2 separate regions of the Danio rerio genome follow, and region 1 is linked to region 2. A link is a contact called in public Hi-C data. All regions are on one chromosome and are shown on one strand. Each heading gives the region's core, a stretch centred on a gene start, on an enhancer-like site or on the middle of the called end of the contact. The rest is flanking DNA. Distances are from core to core; before and after follow the strand shown. Region 1 has its middle 70 kb from the start of tpcn2. Region 2 has its middle 11 kb from the start of ccnd1.

Evidence for each region. A called contact is a pair of places that touch in the nucleus more often than the background predicts.
Region 1: a Hi-C map of an unstated tissue shows a contact between it and region 2, with 5 times the contacts expected there. The contact joins two enhancer-like sites. A contact is called at or near these places in 2 of 18 Hi-C or Micro-C datasets (caudal fin and an unstated tissue) and 2 of 4 datasets of contacts at active chromatin or transcription factors (caudal fin and embryo).

The regions. Positions count from the first base shown.
Region 1 is chr7:69,957,671-69,963,040 of GRCz12tu, forward strand. No RefSeq gene overlaps it. Among named protein-coding and RNA genes, the nearest start is that of tpcn2, 70 kb to the right of the region's middle. Within about 2 kb of position 2,446, at least 13 of the 62 cell types and tissues checked have an H3K27ac peak or open chromatin away from gene starts, as enhancers often do.
Region 2 is chr7:69,643,169-69,648,534 of GRCz12tu, forward strand. No RefSeq gene overlaps it. Among named protein-coding and RNA genes, the nearest start is that of ccnd1, 11 kb to the left of the region's middle. Within about 2 kb of position 2,778, at least 15 of the 62 cell types and tissues checked have an H3K27ac peak or open chromatin away from gene starts, as enhancers often do.

The DNA of each region.
Region 1 (5,370 bases), core at 1,196-3,695, 310 kb after region 2:
CGGATGTTTCTGGAGACCGTGATTTACGTGGCTGGAGGTATGTATGGCCGCGTTTAGTTTTTTTTTGAGCGATAGGTGCGGGGCGGTTTGGCGCCGCTCAAAGACGATGGCTTTTGCTTTTTTATTTCTGGACGGCTTTTGCAAACCGTCACTTGGGTTTGGGGAAGGAGGAGGAGGAGGAGGAGGAAGAGGAGGGCGGCCGGGTCGGCCGCCCAGTCGATCGTTTAGTCGTTCAGCCAGTCAGTCCGACGGACATTCGCTCCACAGCGGCCTCCGGCGGCTTTTCACGCAAGAACAGCGCAGGCACGAACGACGCGCGCTCCCGAAAGCGCGCACAGCGGCCTCTCGCGGATCCGCGAAAACAAAAACTGCTCGAATACGCACCTCCCGTGACGTATTTCGCGGCCCGCAGAAACGTCCGCGGGGCTACGTTTCCACAATGAGCCCGGGTTGGTATAATCTATATCAGGGGTCACCAACCCTGTTCCTGGAGAACTACCTTCCTGCAGATTTTAGTTGCAACCCTGACCAAACACACCTGTTTGTAATTATAAAAGTGCTGCTTTAAGTACTATTAATTGGTTCAGGTGTGTTTGATCAGCGTTAAGACTGAATTCTGCAGGAAGGTACCTCTCCAGGAACAGGGTTGGTGACCCCTGATCTATGTAATAGATGTTATACATCATCTTTAACTTTATTACAAGCAGTGTTGGGGAGTAACTAGTTACATGTAACAGTGTTACGTAATTTAATTACAAAATAAATGTAATTGCAATGTATTACAGTCACTGAGGAAAAAATGTAAGTAATTAAATTAGTTACTTAAAAAATGTTACAGATTACAAGTTGGATAACCTCTAAATATATTCTTTAAAAATCAGGGATATGTTGAATAATATTAATCTGTTGCTTTGCCTGTTTTTGATACGGATGATGGCTTCTGCTAAGGAATTATTAAGGTGCTTATTAAAGCGCTGCTATTCTCCTATAACTACATTTTTCAGTAGAGTGGCAGTAGCGTTGCTACTATCTAAATCAAATAGCATTTCAGTAGCGAAGCTATTTTTTAAGCAAATAGCGCAGTAGCATCCACTCAAGCTATATTTATCGAATGCGGATCAATAGGTTACGGCACCGACATTTATAGAGCTGTAAGGCCAGTGTCTAGCCAATTAAATCAAAGCCATATGGCGGCAAGAATGACAATTTCTTCTTCTACCTGTTTTTCAGTGATCGACAACAAACTTTTTGCTGCCAACTTTCGCTCTGGTTGGTGACGTCGCCAACCAAGGCTAACATGAGAAATTTGCTTGATGGAAAGATGACTGAGGGAGGGGAGGTCTACTGTGTATATATATATATATATATATATATATATATATATATATATATAAGGTGTACAGTAGATTATACAGTGTGCTGTTAACTGCAGAACTCATCTATTAAAGTTCTGTATAAGTACTGTATAAGATCAAGCCTCAGCCAGTAACCCAAAAGTAATGCAAAGAGTAACTCAAAAGTACCGTAGCGCATTACTTACCATAAAAAGTAACACAATTAATTACATTTTTGGGGAGTAACTCAATATTGTAATGCACTACTTTCTCCAACACTGGTTAGCACGCAGTGTAAAATTTCAACCGAATATAAACCAACTTGTAAGATTTGAAGCTTTAACAAAGATTACTTGTATTCAATTATTAATACAATGAAGACTACAGTGTTATTTTACATTTGATTATTGCATTACTGTACCTCAATACTGTTCGATTCAACAATAAAACACTGTTTATTTCACTTATATTTTAACTCAATTTTATTCATCTACCCTTGTAATTAGTCTATTATATTTTATGCAGATGCTCAGCTACAAAATAATCCCAAACAATCTAAAATTATGAAGTCTTTCCAAAAAGAGTTATATTGTAAGTCACTTTGGCATATTATATTAATATCGCAATATATATCGCAGACAAATAAAACATTGCAATGTCAGATTATGGCAATATCGTGAAGCCCTAATTTGCAGCGTGATATTATTAGTAAATTAATAGTTTAGCCAGAGTTAAGAATTAATAACTTTAGCCAGAATTAATAGTTTGGCACTGAGTAGGTTGTTTTCATTGGCTCTAAAGTGTAAAAAATATAAAACATAAAAGTACTCAATTTACAAGAGAATTTTCAGACAGCACTTCAAAGTTTTTGCATCTAAACTCTTATATGCACTCTTGGGTTGTTACATAATCTCGTGCACACTTGCAAAACAAAGCAGAGAGAGAAGTCAAAGAGAGTTTTCGTAGTCTTGGACATATAGTTCTTGCTCAATTAATCATCAGCCGCCACACACACACACACACCCAAACTTCTCAATTTATTTAGAACAAAGGCAGCATGGGCACTTATTGGCGCACACTTGTTGTTCCTCAAGCAGTGCATACTGTCCTCTAGTGGTTGACAGAGTAGCAGCACTGTGCTTATGTGAGCCAGAACAGTGTTGACAAGGACTAATGGCCCCCTTTGCAGCTAATGATGGAGCTATGTAGACAGCTGCTGTGCAGTCTCTTCAAATGCCAGCACTGACCCCGGCCTTTGAGGATGAGGGGAAAAAACTCTCTCTTTCTTATTTTCTCTTTCTCTCTCCCGTCCCTGTGCATGAAAGTATTCCTCTTTTGCTATTCAAAGCTCATCACCCCATTCGCTTCCTTTATCTAGACCTGCTTCTTTTGGCTTTTTCTTCCTTCTCACCTGTATGCAAATGCGCCAGCATTCTGTTTCATTAATCTGCGAGAGAGAGGTAGGGTGAGATAGCAGCAGATTGCTTCCGCTGCCGCAGAATGTGCGCCGCACTTTGGCCACAAGTTAATTTATTACTGGAGGGTTTGGAGCGCCTGGCGCACAGGGGATGTTTGTTAAAGATCCTTTTCACTCCATTCAGTCGGGCCAGAGCGCAGCGCTTTGAACCCCAGCTATTCCCCCTAAAGAGTGCCCATTCAGAGAGCGCAGGCAACCTGAGGAAAGAAACGAAGGGGCAGTTCTTAAGAAATAGAGAAAGAGAGACGTAGATGAAGTGAAGAAAGAAAGAAAGAAATAAAGAAAGAAAGAATTGAAGCATACTTTCAAGAAAAAAAGAAAGAATTGAAGCATATACGACAGACAGAAATAAATATTTGTAGCATACTTTTAAGAAAGAAAGAAAAAATTTAAGCATACAGTACCTAAAGAAAGAAAGAATTGAAGAACACCTTTAAGAAAGAAAGAAAGAATTGAAGAACACCTTTAAGAAAGAAAGAAAGAATTGAAGAACACCTTTAAGAAAGAAAGAAAAAAAGAAAGAATTGAAGAATACCTTTAAGAAAGAAAGAAAGAAAAAAGAAAGAATTGAAGAATACCTTTAAGAAAGAAAGAAAGAAAAAAAGAAAGAATTGAAGAATACCTTTAAGAAAGAAAGAAAGAAATAAAGAAATAATTGAAGAATACCTTTAAGAAAGAAAGAAAGAAAAAAAGAAAGAATTGAAGAATACTTTTAAGAAAGAAAGAAAGAAAAAAAGAAAGAATTGAAGAATACCTTTAAGAAAGAAAGAAATAAAGAAATAATTGAAGAATACCTTTAAGAAAGAAAGAAAGAAAAAAAGAAAGAATTGAAGAATACCTTTAAGAAAGAAAGAAAGAAAAAAAGAAAGAATTGAAGAATACCTTTAAGAAAGAAAGAAAGAAAAAAAGAAAGAATTGAAGAATACCTTTAAGAAAGAAAGAAAGAAAGAAAGAAATAATTGAAGAATACCTTTAAGAAAGAAAGAAAGAAAAAAAGAAAGAATTGAAGAATACCTTTAAGAAAGAAAGAAAGAAAGAAAGAAAGTATTGAAGCATACTTTTAAGAAAGAAAGAAAAAATTGAAGCATACCTTTAAGAAAGAAAGAAAGAAAGAAAGAAAGAAAGAAAGAAAGAATTGAAGCATACTTTTAAGAAAGAAAAATTTGAAGTATGCTTTTAAGAAAGAAAAAACTATTTGAAGCATACTTTTAAGAAAGAAAGAAAGAAAGAAAGAAAAATTTTAAGTATACTTTTAAGAAAGAATGATCTAAAGCATACTTTTAAGAAAGAAAGGAAGAAAAATTTGAAGCATACTTTTAAGAAAGAAAGAAAGAAACAAGAAAAGAAAAAAGGAAGAAATATTTAAACCATACTTTCAAGAAAAAAAGAAAGAATTGAAGCATACTGTACTATCAAGAAAGAAAGAAAAAAAGAAAGAAAGAAAGATTACATTTTTAATTTTCACAACACTTTATTACAAAAACATTAATACACTATTCAAACAATCAACTCACAAAAAAAGAAAAAGCAAGAAAAAGAAATTAACCCAAAATGGGAGCAAAAACCTATTTATTTTCATAAAGCTCCCACAGAGCACCGGCATAACACCACATCAAGTCAAAAGAAGGAAGATCAACAAGAATTCTTGATTTGACAGAATTAACAAAAACCGCCAACAAGTTGTGACTCACATTTCCTTCAATTTTTTGCTTTCTCGTACTCTACAGTATACCGCCATTTTAGCTTGTCCTAATAAAAAATTGAGAAGCTGACATTTAAAGTGTTTTCTTTAAACATATTTACACCCACAAATGAAAGTTTTAGTGGAAAAGGTTTCTCCAAAAGATACATCTAACAATTTCTGTAAAACAGTTAACAAAGGCTCAAGTCTCTAACATTGTGTAAACGTGTGAAAAATAGTTTCTCTCTGGAAGAAGAAAGGGCAGTCATGACCAACATCAGGATTTAAAACTGAAATAAAAGCATTAACTGCAACTGCACCATGCAAAAAGAAAGATTTAAAGCATACTTTCGAGAAAGAAAGAATTGAAGCATACTTTTAAGAAAGAAAGAAAGAAAGAAAGAAAGAAAGAAAGAAAGAAAAATTTGAAGCATACTTTCAAGAAAGAAAGAATTGAAGCATACCTTTAAGAAAGAAAGAAAGAAAGAAAGAAAGAAAGAAAAATTTGAAGCATACTTTCAAGAAAGAAAATTTTGAAGCATACTTTTAAGAAAAAAAAGGAAGACAAATTTTAACCATACTTTCAAGAGAGAAAGATAGAAAGAAAGAAAGAAAGAAAGAAAGAAAGAAAGAAAGAAAGAAAGAAAGAAAGAAAAAATACTTTTAAGAAAGAAAGAAAGAAAGAAAGAAAGAAAGAAAGAAAGAAAGAAAAAAAGAAAGAAAGAAAGAAAGAAAGAAAGAAAGAAAGAAAGAAAGAAAGAAAGAAAGAAAAAGAACTGGATGTGAAAGAACCCTGAAGTGGGTTTATTTTTCAGTGATGACTGATTGGCTGAACATTATCCTCGTTATTGCATGAGTAGGAAAGCAAAGAATGAGAC
Region 2 (5,366 bases), core at 1,528-4,027:
TCAGATGATTCCTTAGCCACTATAAATACCCCAAGTTCCATATAACAGTCATCTTCGATTTAAGGAATACCCCCTCTTCTACCCTTACTCCTCCACCTTTCCTGGATGGGTGGCACGGTGGTCCAGTGGTTAGGACTGTTGCCTCACAGCAAAAACGTCACTGGTTCTAGTCCTTACCAAGCCAGCTGACGTTTCTGTGCAGAGTTCACACATTATCCCCCTGCTCACGTGGGTTTTCCCTGGGCTCCCCAGTTTTCTCCCGCCGTCCAAAAACATGTAAATTAAGTTAATTGACTAATCCAAATCGGCACCATAATCATGCTCCTAGTAAGTAGTTATCTCTTCTGTTCATTAGCTACTACAGCAGGGGAGTTCTCGAGATCTACCTGAGCTCAAACTCCCCTCTCACCTTGCAAACGGGAGGGAGCCCCAGGCTCGAGGATCTTATGAGCTCAGGGCTCTCTCCCTTGACAACATGCCAAACAAGCTTTAATCAATCATCAGCTAAGTGTGAACTCTTGAATGAAATTTCGAACATATTGAAAGCAGAAATGTTGGCGGTCATTTGATCAATAAGAAAAAAAACTAAGCATGTAAATATTTGAAATGCCATCTCAATAAAATTAAAGAATACAATGTGTATATGCAGTTAGAATCTTGTTTAAAAATATGTTCTTTGAAATACTATAAGTGTACTACTTGATGTCTTGATGTCTAGTAGGAAAGACAACTCTTTGAACACTTTAGTTCTAAATGGTTCATTGGTTGTTATAAAAAAATGTGTATTTGAATGCGCAGGTAGGATGACTTCATAAAAAAAACATTATTTTGAGTGCTGTCATTTGTTCTCACACACTTATTTGATTACTCAATTCAATTCATCTTTATTTATACAGCGCTTTTACAATCTAGATTGTCAAAGCAGCTTAACATAAAATTTTATAGTAAATTGAAACTGTGTCAGTTCAGTTTTCAGAGTTGAAGTTTAGTTTAGATCAGTTCAGTGTGGTTTTATTTTTACACTGAGGAGCAAATCCGTCGATGTGCAGCTCCACAAGTCCCGACCCTTGCAAACCAGTGATAACAGTGGCGAGGAACAAACGAAAGTGAAGGAAAAAAACCTAGAGAGAAACTAGGCTCAGTTGGTTACGACCATTTCTCCTCTGGCCAAACTTCTTGTGCAGAGTTGCAGTCTAGGCGGCGAAGGCTGGAGAACGTTGGCCGTCCATCGTGGAGAAGCTGCAGGTAAACTGATAAACTGAAATCAACTGAACATGATCTCTTTCACCTACAACATGGACGCCAATTCAACAAACTCATTTGGGCAAACTGTTGCTGATGTGTAGACCATACCTCCCAACCCCCCATGGCTTGGTATATTATGACCCTAAATAAAAATGTGAATTTTATTGCTTTAAAAGTCTAACAGTGGTGGGCGCCAGTAATGTGGTGGTTAGTGCGTCGACAGTGGTTAGTGCGCCTGTGTGAATTGTAGCCGCAGTTTCTTGTTCTTAGCTGACACAAGGTGTGGTCTTCAGCTACTGTAGCCCATCCGCCTCATGGTTGAATGTGTTGTGTGTTTAGAGATGCTATTCTGCATACCTTGGTTGTAATGTGTGGTTATTTGAGTAACTGTTGCCTTTCTATCAGCTCAAACTAGTCAGGCTATTCTCGACCTCTGTCATCAACAAATCATTTGCACCCACAGAACCGCCATTCACGGGATATTTTCTCTTTTTCGGTCCATTCTCTGTTAACCCTAAAGATGGCTGTGCGCGTAAATCCTAGTAGATCAGCAGTTTCTGAAAAACTCAGACCAGCCCGTCTGGCACCAACAACCATGTCAAATTCAAAGTCACCTTTCTACCTTATTCCGATGCTCAGTTTGAACTGCAGCAGATCGTCTTGACCATGTCTACCTGTCTAAATGCACTGAGTTGCTGCCATGTGATTGGCCATGTAACTAACAGATAGCCAGGTGTAATCAATAAAGGGGCTGCTGAGTGTATAATGCCTTAAAATACAGATAAAAATTAAGACTTAATGATGAAAGATCTTATGATAAGATGTTGACTTACTGTGATAAAATCATAGCAAAATAATTCAACTGTACCAATATGGTAATGCACACACATTAAATGTATTAAAGTTGCATTAATAGCTTACTTCTCCTGGTACTTATTTTAAATAAGTTGAGTACACAACAGCTGTCACTTTTGACATTGAATTAAGAGCTCAACAGTGTGTTCTTTCACATTTGATTTCTGTTTTAGGAGAAAATAAGCAAAAAGCTTCCTCTTTTTTTCTGCAAAATAAGCTTTATGATATAATCCAAAAGTTCCCTGTGAAGTTCTGCTATCTTTCATACCACTTCCACAATGGTCTTCTGCACATCTTTAAGCGGAACTAACAAAATTTTCACAAAAACATATGTAATCAAGTTAAACTTTTAGTTAAACCCAAAACCTCTTTGTTCAAGGCATCCATTCCAATTTCAAAGCTGGTGCACTCTCACCCAGTGGCTACCTATTATCCCACAAATGCTGATGAAGATGAATGTGGTGCCAAATAGAAGTAAATGGATTCCCCAACACCCATGCAGGAGGTAGAGCAGCAGCTCAAAAGAGAACTCTTAATGTCTTGCTGTCATTTCAATCAATAATTGCATTGTATGTGAATGGATTCGATTGCCGAGTGTTATGTAACCACCCCAGCAGCCTTAAAACATGTCAGTGTTCAGCATTCTGGTCATCTTCACAAAGGCAGTCTGTTAAGAAGATAAGTAGGTTCATGGGCCCCTGGTCATCCGAGATATAGCAACGCATGCAGATAGAGGAAGCATTATACCATGCCCATTATTTGACACCCGAAGTATCTGTTAGTTCAAGGGGCAAGTCTCAAGCTAATACTTCATACAGTGTACTACATACAGTAATCGGCTACGGCCTCTGATCAAATGAGGAATGCATGCTAGCATATATGCATAATTCTATGACTTAAGCCGCAATTTGCCGAGTGGGTGTTGACAGGGGTACACGGGGTCACCTTGCACTGCAGAGAAGCCTTGTTGTTTGAGGACCAGACAATGCACCGTCTTCTAGTGCAAATGCTTGCCCATGAGATTAGGATTTGAGAGCTTCTTCAAAGAATTTAGGATTTGGTAAAGCAGTACTTTGCTTTAGCCATTCATCATACAACTCTATATTTAGGAACACTAATAAGTGTGTATTTGCAGAGCGCAGAAGCACATATGTAAGTCTAATCTCCAGTGGTGAAAAGAGTACTGAAAAATCATACTTATGTAAAAGTACCATTGCTTGCTAAAAAATGTAGTGCAAGTAGAGTAAAAGTATCTGTTGTAAATATCTCTCTAAGTATGAGTAAAAAGTACTCAAGAGTAGTAAGTAGTAAGTATTATGCTGTAAAAAGCTGATGCGTTTACATGTAATTTGTGGATGTTTGTAAACGTAACATTCTGTAGTACATTTAGTTATAGCCAAGCAGGCAGAAAACGTCATATGGCATTAATATTAGGTTAGATTAAGGTTGTGATGTCAGGTGATTAAAATTTAATGTCTAGCCAGCATCTAAGAACAACGTTATTTTGATGTCCAATAATGACGTTGATATTTGGTTGATTTTAGGTTGTGTTGGAAAGTGACCAAAATCCAACGTCGAGCCAACATCTTAAACCAACGTCATATTGACGTCAAATACTGACATGTATTCGTCATGTCTGGCAACCAAAATCCAACATCTATTAGACGTCATAGTGGTAACGTCCACAAAGCGTCAAGCTGTAACATTATTATTGATATTTGATTGAATTTAGGTTGTGTTAGCAAGTTACTAAAATCCAACGTTGACGTCAAAAACATTTACTCGTCTGGGATGGCAACCAAAATCCAATGTCTGATAGACATCATGGTGGTAACATCCACACAACTTCAAGCTGTAACATCATAAGACTTTGATATTTGGTTGATTTTAGGTTGAATATTTGACATCGATGTCAGCCTGACTTTAAGTTCTGACGTCAAAAGGGTTTTTGTTTACAAACAAAACACAATGTCCCCACGACGTCGAGGTACAACGTCAATCTAACGTCATGTTGACGCCTTGTGCCTGCTGGGTGTTTAAGGCTATTTCAGTCATCATACAGTAAACATCTGTCATCTTCTCATCAGTGACATGAATCTAAAGAGTCTCTGGGTCATTGCGTGTAAAGATTTTGGATATGTTGGACACTTTTAATGTTTCCAAACAGTTTTCTGCAATTATAAATCGCCCATGTCTTGAGGTAGCTTGTTATGATGGGATTTACCTTCTATGTGTGATTTGATGGGACAGGAATCACAGGACTGATTTTTCTAATCCTCATAGACGAGAAAAAAATAAATTAGTGACTACAAGTTGAAGGAAAGTTGTGGAAAAATGTACTCGGGAAAGTTAAAGTACACATTTATGAAACTACTTAGTAAATGACAATTTCTGGGAAAAACTACTCAACTTCTGTAGTTTGAGTATTTGTAATTTGTTACTTTACGCCACTGCTAATCTCTCTTGCAAACAGAGTGTTATTAAAATTATTAGTTTTGTCATTTGACAAAGTTATAGGAGACAAATGCATAGTTGCCTTGTACAATTTATTGCTGTGGTCAGCACATTTACTTTAAATGATTTGAAGTTTACATGAACCGACAGTTGCTGAGACTTTTCTTTAATGTTGTGGAAAAAAAGCATGAGAGAAGGATCGCCACTCCAAACACAGAAGCAAATGGTCAGCCTTTGATTAAAGATCACCAAAATAAGGTCTTTTTTTCAGTAGATTAACCTGCACAGATTTATTGTTCAAATAAAGAATAACAATTTAAAGATTGTAAAATAAAGATTGTACATTTGATTTCACACAGACTTTAAAAATTATGATTGTTCATTAGGTAATCGAGGTTGATTAAGGGTTTTGAAATGACTCCATGCCCTTTAATGAACGAGTATTGGGGAATACAAGAACAATTGGAATTATTAATAAATGTTTTGCATGGGCCTGCAAGCGAATATATTATCATTTGTCACCAAAGTTTGACCTCTGATCCAACCCTGATGGCTGAATTGGGGGAGGTCACTGTCACACTAAGTCCATCTTCAGCTTTGAAGTGTTGACTCCTCTTCATATCTTTGATATGTGCTTTTAAAAAAAGAACCAAGGCCTTGCAATAACAGACACAAGGTTTGGGGGGTGGGGTGGGGGGGTCCTTTACACCATCAAAATCCTCCCCACCCACTTCCAAGAAAACCCATCAAAAGGAGAGGAAGGATCGAGCAAAGAGAAAAAAAAGTTCCCCACTGAAAAGCACTCCTTTCTG